Regions from separate parts of the Gossypium hirsutum genome. Here region 2 is linked to region 1. A link is a contact called in public Hi-C data. All regions are on one chromosome and are shown on one strand. The core of a region is the stretch at or near the end of the contact, and the rest is flanking DNA. Distances in the headings are between cores, read along the strand shown.

Region 1 (4,761 bases), core at 1,157-3,656:
GGGATTATGGTTTGAAGATCACAAAAGACTGAAACAGGGCAAACTAGTAGCTTAAGGCTAACCGAAAGGTATAAGTCTGCTAGGACGATAAGGCACCTGCGCAGTCGGCATCCAATATATATAGAACTACAGGTTGATGAAGTTGTGTGACAGATCAGAGTCAGAATCCGAAATCTAGGGGATCGTAGGGAAAGTCAGTAATGGGTAATGAATTTCTCGTTCAAGAGGATGGGTAAATGTGAGAGCTACTATCGTAAAGAACAAGCTCACACTTGAGATAGAGAATAAGTCCTCCATGGGTAAGTTGAGAAAAAGAGGGCAAGACAGAGATTATGCTGGTACAAATTGCGATAAACAGATGATTAAACAGGGAGTTGATGACTCTGATTTACATTTTGTTTCTTGAAAACTATGAAATATTGCTATTGTACTGCTTCACAGAATCTCACTATGTTAATTTGAACTTATGAAATTATACGTTTTCACAGGGTAAAGGGTTTTGACTCGAAAATGGAGTGGAGGGACCAAGCAGACACTGCTAGTCATGGGAAGGGCATGGATGTCGTTTAGGATATAGAGGGGCTCTCATTTAAAGGCCACGCCTTGGGGGTTTAGTCGAAGTCATTAAAAAAATAGATTTAAATTCAATGTTTTAAATAAGATTGTAAGACAGTATCTTTTAGATGTTGTGTAGGACAATATAGTTTAAGGTGTAAATGAAATGTTTGAGAAAGTAAAAAGATTTGTTTTAGAAATATCATCAAGTCATTCGGGTCTTTGTATCATCAGGTACTCAGACCTAGTAATCGGGTCGGGCCTAGGGTGTTAGAAGAACTGAAACATGAGATTGTTGCACTAGAAATCGAGTTTGGTAAGACAAAATCAAAGCTATATGAACTAGAGATAAGAAGGATGCAGATGGTGGAAGCTTTGAATTTTTTCTATCATCTCCACCATGAAGAGAAGACACACAAAGTGATCACCGGTGAATTTGATTTTCAACTTTGAGAACTCATCCACCATCACAAGGTCTACCGTGTAAGAAATAATAAGAAGCTGAAATGGTTTCAAAAGATTAAGATGTATTGTTCCTCCATTGATGAATGGAAGGAGTTGTTGGTAGAACTCGTGAAAAGTGTCGAAGAAACTAGCACGATGTTGCGTCCTCAAGAGGATTGATTTTTCAAAGTAAGTATAGTATAATGCACTCTTTTAACTTTTCATCTGAAATATTATGACATCTTTGTTAACATCTTGCTAAGTATTTCTTAATATTTGGAGTCGAATGGCGACTCTCCTTTTCTCAAAGTAGTTAAAGTTGCTTCTGCTTTAGATTTAGATTTAGAACAGGTTCAAATCTCTTGTTTTCTGTTTATTTTTGAAAGTAGTTTTTTATGGACCTAGAAATGGGAAGAGTTTCGAAGTTATCTTTGGTTTGGATATTGTTCTTCCTAATTCCTATATTAAAGCTGAAGAGTTGCAATTTTGTTTTTAATTTATTGGTGTGGTTTAGGGCAGAAAATAAGAAGAAATTTAGAGTTAAAAGTGATTGTGATCTAAACATTACCATTATTAAATAATTTTTGTGATGAATATTTTTACTCTCCCTCAAAGAAATAATCTATCTTCTTCAACAAAAGATGGTCCTAACTAGTGTCTGCAATTCTTGCTGTTAGCGGTAGATGATCAGAACTCAACCCCCCCCCCCCGATTTTGTCATCTCTCTCGCTTAACTCCTTCCTTTTTCCTTTTAATTTTAAATAAGTTGGCTTTTAATCCCAATGTATCTGGCATTGATAGGAAGTTATTTTCAAATTTTGCTTTTTCCTACTATTTAAATTCTGGTTTCTTCAAAGTTCATTTCCAATTTCTAGCTTCACACAAATTGTTTTTAAACTCGGCATTTGATTTTGATTTCTCTACAACTCTAAACAGAACGAATAAAAATGAACAATAACCAAGAGAAGTACCGAGACGGTACAAACATTTTAACTCTATTTTGCGTAATTTATGTTGTTGTTGCACTCTCCTGGAACTGTAAAGTCAGTTTAGGTGTGCAAAAGATATGTGCAAGATGAGTAACGCAATTGGTGTAAGTCTAAAATGAGATTGGAATAAAAAAGTTCTCCTCTCCATGTTTTTAGCATCTACAAATATAAACGATTCGACCAAGTTTCTGCAATTTAATTTTATTTATTTGAAAATTTTTACTCACTAAATTTCTATTTTAATGAAAAATGAGGAAAGAGAAAGTATCTAAAAAGATGGATACGCTGCTCATTTCGTCTACTCTCTCACTTTCTCTTTTTCATCCATTTCCTACTCACTCTGTCTCCCCCAACTCTGGGCCATGCTAGATCTGCCCCTTCTTTCAATATTTGAAAACCAAGAAGCTAATTTTAATTTGAATCATGTTGCGGTACGACTCCACCTCGTCATCAGCGGGAAGTAGCAGTGGCAGCTTATCATCCTCCTCCTCCTCCTCCTCCTCCTCCAAGCCACCGCAGCAAGATATTGATGGTTATAAAGTCCGGTCGTCGGAGCTACGACAAGTAGCTCAGCGACTGGAACGACTCGAAACCGCCATGGGTAATTCGCCTGCAGATTTCTCTCAACTTGCCTCCGATGCTATACTCTATAACCCTTCTGATCTGGCCTGCTGGGTCGACTCGCTGCTAACTGAGTTCGCTGAGCCTCCTCCCACTTGCTCCTCCGACTTCATCGTGGATCCTGTAAACAATCAAACGGTGGTAAACAGCGCGTGGACCGCCGCCGAACCTCATACACCGCAGGTGCACCAGAATATTACTTACGACGAGCAACAGAGTTTGGATAATCAGTTGACGGTTGTCACGGCCATGGAAGAAGATTCGGGTATAAGGCTGGTCCACATGTTGATGACTTGTGCTGAGTGCGTCCAAAGTGGAGATCTCTCATTGGCTACTTCATTGATCGACGACATGCAAGGGTTACTGACTCATGTCAACACCATTTGCGGTATCGGTAAAGTTGCCGGACATTTTATCGACGCTTTAAGCCGACGTATTTTCCAAGGAATGGGCGGTGGCTCTGTCAACGGTGGTTCGGCTTTTGAGAACGAGATTTTGTATCATCATTTTTACGAAGCTTGTCCATACTTGAAATTCGCTCACTTCACGGCCAATCAGGCGATCCTCGAAGCTTTCGACGGTCACGATTGCGTACACGTGGTGGATTTCAATTTGATGCACGGCCTACAATGGCCAGCTTTGATACAAGCCCTGGCTTTACGTCCTGGCGGACCTCCTTTGCTCCGTTTGACTGGCATTGGACCGCCGCCACCAGATGGCCGTGACTCACTTCGCGAGATCGGTTTACGACTCGCTGAGTTGGCTCGGTCCGTCAACGTCCGCTTTGCCTTCCGTGGAGTCGCGGCTTCCAGGCTGGAAGACGTTAAGCCTTGGATGCTTCAGGTGAATCCAAAAGAAGCGGTGGCAGTTAACTCCATCATGCAGCTTCACCGTTTACTCGGATGCGAACAGACCCGGAATTCTCCTATCGACACCGTGTTGAGCTGGATCCGGGGCTTAAACCCGAAAATTATGACAGTGGTGGAACAAGAAGCAAACCACAATCAGCCCGGTTTTCTGGACCGGTTCACGGAAGCTCTTTATTATTATTCAACGATGTTCGATTCTTTAGAAGCTTGCAGGATTCAGCCGGAAAAAGCTTTAGCCGAGATATACATTCAGAGGGAAATAGGGAACGTAGTGAGCTGTGAAGGGTCGGCTCGAGTGGAAAGGCACGAGCCATTGGCTAAATGGAGGAGACGGCTGAGTGGAGCCGGGTTTAGGGCATTGCGTTTGGGGTCCAACGCGTTTAAACAGGCTAGCATGTTACTCACATTGTTCTCGGCGGAAGGGTATTCAGTGGAAGAAAATGAAGGGTGCTTGAGTCTTGGTTGGCATAGCAGCCCTCTCATCGCGGCTTCGGCTTGGCAAGCCGTGCCAGCGTGGGATAATCATATGTCATCTTCATAGTAGGGGCAGGGTAATAGTAACTAAGATCTTGCTGTAAATCCAGAGTAATTTGGTTATCTTTTGAAATTTTTATCTTTTTTACCTTTCAATGCATTTCACCAAACCATTTTCTATAAAATTTTATTTCAGGAGAATCTGTTCGTAGCTATTTAGGAATCATTTTTCTCGATCTATCTTTAAATTGGGTAATGCAATTAGTAGCAATGTATTCGGTTTTCGGTTGGATTATTTTAGTAATAAATCAGAATAATTATTTTTTCCGATGTAAATTTTGATCCATATCGATTACATCGGTTGATATATGAATAATGTTCAAAATAGATAAATTTAATTTTTATCTATAAATTTTTTTATTAATCAAATTTAATAAAACAACTTTAAAATTTATAATAGAAAATTAATAAATAATGAAAAAGTAAAGAATTTATATAAAATAATTAAAAAACTAAATTTCTAAAAATTTTGTTAACACAACTTTATGTGCATTTTTTATTATTAAATTTTCATTTTATATATTTAACATAGAATGATCTTATTATAGATTTTTTTTAAAAATAATTTTGTGGGCAATTTTTTTTGTTTAATTTGTGGATTTTTTTTGCTTGTTTAATTTACACTTGTTAAATGATAAAATTTTATTTGTGATGTTTATTGATGAATATTTTATATAATTAATTAATATTTTTATATTTAAAATTATTTAATTTGATTTATTTAATATATTTAAATATTTTATATATTA
Region 2 (4,761 bases), core at 1,477-3,976, 110 kb after region 1:
TCTCAAAATACATGAATTTTAAAATTTAAAAATTAAAAGACATACTTAATTTTGACGATTGAATTGTTGCACCCTAACTCACTGAGTGTGGCAATTTATTTCCTCAATTTGGTTTATTCCAATTTAAACTTCAAAGGATCGTATTTTAAAATCTTTTCAAAATTTCGACACTAAGACATTAAACAATCAATTCGGTACCAATTTTGGGCGTCACGAGGGTGCTAATCCTTCCTCGTGCGTAACCGACTCTCGAACCAGTTTTCTCAAAATTCGTAGACCTAAAATTGTTTTTAAGGTGATCCGATCACACCTCATTAAAGATCGGTGGCGACTCCAATTTTCATTTTTTAAAAAAAAAAGTTTCGACATGAGAATATGGGGAGAATTCCAGTAAGTCCTTTTGGTTTGAAATTGGGTTCTTAATTTACTCTCCTTTCATCCATTCCTATTAATGGACAACAAACCTTGTTCTTTCCTCTTCCTTTCGTCACATTTTATTCATTTATGTAACATTACTTCCAACAACTTGTAAAAGTTTAAAGAAAGATGAAATGAAAAAATAAAAAAGAACAATATTGATAAATGAAACATGTATGCTAAAATTGGGCCAATGTACCTTTCAAGTCCCTCTTTGATAGGGATTGAATCAAATTAATCACTCTATTATTACATAGATTAATTTAATCCATGTATTATTAAAAAGAATCAAATAAAGTAGCATTTCAATAGAGCTAACATTTATGGTTTTAAAAATGACACTTATGTTTAATAGAGGTAAATATTGAACGATTTTTATGATTTTACACATGAAATGTTTTGTTTGGAATTGAATTGTAAATGAAAAATAACTTTCTTGTCATTTTTTAAATAGTAAATGTTTAGGTAAGTTCTAGTATGACATTATTTAATTCTTTTTAATAATAAAAAGATTAAATTAATCCAGTAATTAAATTCAGTTCATATAAAAAGAAGACTTCTCAATTACTCTCACCAAAATTTTTTTTAATGAAAATTAGAAGTTGTTGACTGTTAAAAATATTGGTGTTTAAAAATATCTATAGTTATTTTAACTTTAAATATGATTTTTAATTTAAAATAGTAAAAAGAAAAAAAACTAAAAATCTTTATAATTATATGTTGTTTTTATTTACTTTTCTTTATAAAATTTCACTAATTAAAATAATACCCAATTAATTACTAAACTTTGTCAATTTTTTTATATTAATATAGACTAAATATAAGTATATAACTTGAATTAATATATTTAGTATATGGGCAGTTAACAAAATAGTCACTCTGATTTCAATTTAGTCACTCAACTTTCGAAAATAACAAATCAGTTATTTTAACTATTTTTCATTACAGACGTAATGAAAAAGTGACGTGACATCCTACTGGTCAGTAGGACTAATTGCTGTTAATTGGGATGGACAGTAAAATTTCATATTAAACTAAAAGGATCTTTTAGTTTACTGGCCCATTTTAAAATTTTACTGGTCACATCAGCTAGTTAACTGGCCACGTCAGCGATCCCATTAAGCCTGTGAGGGAAAATGTTAATGAGTGACCGATTTGTCATTTTTCGATAATGTTAGTGACTGATTTATTATTTTTCGAAAGGTGAGTGACTGAATTGAAATCAGACTGACTGTTTTGTCAGCTACATCAAAGTTGAATTTACCCATAAAAAAATTAAAAGGGATTATTCATAAAATTAATGAAGTGTCACATCATAATTAATACTAGATATGATACGCTCAAGATGTGGGTGAAAATAGAATGATGTAACAAATATATTTATAAAAAATTAATATAAAAATAAATGAGACTTTGGTTGAAATGATAAAGATATTCAAAATTATAGCGTCCTAAGTTCAAATCTTATTATGTGTATATTCTTCTATTTTTAACGTAAAAGATGTAAAAAAAAATACTTTTAAAATAATATAATTTACTTTGTAAACAATGGTATTTTGTTATTATTCAACTAATTTGGTGTCTCTGATTGATTCATGACACCATTTCAATCAAGATTTTAATATATACTAGATTATAACATTTTATATTATTTGTTTTACAGATTAAAATATAGATTTTTGTTAAATGAAGAGACTTTAAAGGTTCCCCTGAAACGCAAGAAAATGTGGAAGCAATTGGTATGGTGTGAGATTTGAGAGTGTACGGTTGTAAACCAACCCAAGTATCCATAACCAGCAGTTTTACTAGCTTAGGCTAATTGAAATGCAATAGAAGAGGGTAAAGAGGCCCATGCCATTGCTGTGTTAGGTACATTACAATTTTATTCTAAATAGGGAAATTCTTTTAAATATCAAATTTTAATTGATTATTTTAAATCAAGGATGGTACCATTTTACTTGAATTCTGATTTCACCGATCAAAATTATTATTTTAATACATTTTAAAATTGTACTAAAATGACAAACATTTTAGTGTAGAATGGCGAAATTCGTGTAGCAGAGGTTGATTTCTTGTTTAGCCTGCTTCTCTGTAATAGCAGGAACCCAATATTAATTTGTTTAGGAGTCTAAAGAAAACCATAGTAGATTTTGGTGTAATAGCCCATTTAAGTGACTCTACTCAACCAAATGCAAACCCAACCATTCTTTATTCATATAAATTAAAAGCTACACTTTGTTTCATTTTATCAATTTGGGCTCATTTTATATTGCCGGGGTCGAATAAAAAAGAAGCTTCTCTGAAATGCGTTTGCCGGGAGTCGAACCGGGTCTATTGATTGGAAGGCAATTATCCTAACCGTTGGACTACAAACGCTTTATTAGTGTCTTTCAAGAGACAAATATTCATAAAGATTGCGTTTGCTTTGGGCTGCAATTATTGGATTGAAATGCAAGAAAATGAGCAAGCAATTGGTTGTGAACCAACTCAAGTATCCATATCAAGCAGTTTTACTAGCTTAGGCTAATTTAAATGCAAGAGATGAGGGGGAAAGCAGGGCCATGTGATTGCTGTCTTAGGTGGATTAGAATTGGATGACATTTTGGGTGGTTCTATAAACTTCAGTTCTAAGGATGCATAGCTAGTTTGAATAGGACACTTGTCTTGACATAGAAATCGATCATATCTAGTAATGTGCAATGTGTGATAAAGAAACATAAGATTTCAGTATGTTCATCTATCATGCAACATTAACTGCAGCTGCCAATTGCAAAAGGATATCATATTACGGAATACTCAATTGGTTGCTTAAGTGGATGCTGGACAAAGTGATAAAAGCCTTGGATTGTGATACTGTTTGAGAGAATATGCCACCAAATGTAACATTACTTTCTCATCGCTTATTTCTATATGTATTTAGCAATGCCAAAACTTATTACAACTACAAAAAAACTTATCCTTGCATCAAGTTCTATCCCAAAATGTCTTTCACAATACAAAATTTGTTTTTAATTATATAAATTACCAAATATAGTTATTTTATTAATGAATTAATTTAATCGTTTTAATAACTACAAATTTTGTTACAAAACATTTAACACAAGCCAAAACCATTACGTAACAACAAGTATTGGTTGAAAACCAATCGAAACGTTATAATTTAAACATCAAATCCTTTAATTGTTTGTGTATTAAATTATGCAACTACTAAATATTATTGCTTAAAATTTATTTTAATAATCATAAAATATGGTTTTCAAATATTTTATATAACAATAATACAATGATTGTGTCCAAGTGTAATAATTTCATCATATTTGATGAATTAATAAAATGATAAAATTGATTCTTTGTAGAAATATACAAATATCAATGCCGATATGTCCTCAATTGTTACATGTATAAGAAAATATGATTAATTAATTACCTACGATAAACTAATAAGAAGTTGCATCACAAATATTATTTTGAATTTTGGAAGAAAATTTTCATAGTTCAAGGGGTTACGAGGAGCAAGTAACTTATGCGAAAACTATTATATTGTTTAAAATCCCCACAAGGAGATAGTTGTGTTGGCTACTGAAGTGAGCTAAGTAAATATATAGATGTGTTAGTCCGGCCTGAAAGGACATTAAACTAAACCAAAGATAAATTAATCTTAAATCCATATATAGATTAATTCTCTTAAGACATTCATTATGTGCTTACTTTAATCTTGAGCAAGTGAATAAACTATATATGAATAACTTGTATACTTTAATGTATTAATAATCAATGCGCCTCGAAGTAGAAAGAAAAAAATTGGAGCTACTTATGTTCCAAAAAGTAATCAAACTTGATGAATGAATAACATAAAAAAAGATCTAGAGTGCGATAACACATATGACAAATATATCATTAGATGGAGCTAATAATGATCAAAAACAACTTAACAATTTAGATGTATTTTGAGATTATAAGTAATATTAACTTCTTGTTATAAGAAAGATTGTTGAATCAATCTTTTACTTTTAATGTGATTTAATTACACCCAATCTATGATGCCGCTGAGGTTGGTGAGAAATAAACGAGTGATGGTTGTCTATTTAAAGGAAACTTGAAAGTTAAAAGTCATCTTGGCTGATCCAACCAACAACAAGATGGAGTTTTGGGATCTAAGTTGTTCGATTGGAGATGATTATGGTTGGAACTTGGAATGCCATACAAGTTAAATGGTTAGCCACTTCCATATTCTAAGACTAGCTTTTAATTTGCCCTTATGACTTATATTTTCCCTTTCCAGGACTACTTTCTACTGCAAATGTGGGCAAATGTAGGACTTAGAAGGCAAGAAACTGCTTGGCT

What was found. Hi-C and Micro-C count contacts between places; a contact is called where the count stands out from the background.
Region 2: a Hi-C map of leaf shows a contact between it and region 1, with 3 times the contacts expected there. The contact joins the enhancer-like site here to the promoter of LOC107901197 in region 1. A contact is called at or near these places in 13 of 34 Hi-C or Micro-C datasets (anther, callus, hypocotyl and 3 more).

The regions. Positions count from the first base shown.
Region 1 is chrD06:9,455,386-9,460,146 of Gossypium_hirsutum_v2.1, forward strand. It overlaps LOC107901197 (DELLA protein GAI-like), which reads left to right and starts at 2,407. Exons shown (of 1, transcript NM_001326900.1): 1 at 2,407-4,150. The coding sequence starts at 2,412. The coding sequence ends at 4,019.
Region 2 is chrD06:9,568,490-9,573,250 of Gossypium_hirsutum_v2.1, forward strand. No RefSeq gene overlaps it. Among protein-coding and RNA genes, the nearest start is that of LOC107901199, 3.3 kb to the left of the region's middle. Within about 2 kb of position 2,727, at least 3 of the 9 cell types and tissues checked have an H3K27ac peak or open chromatin away from gene starts, as enhancers often do. A contact at or near this core is called in hypocotyl and leaf, where this site is marked.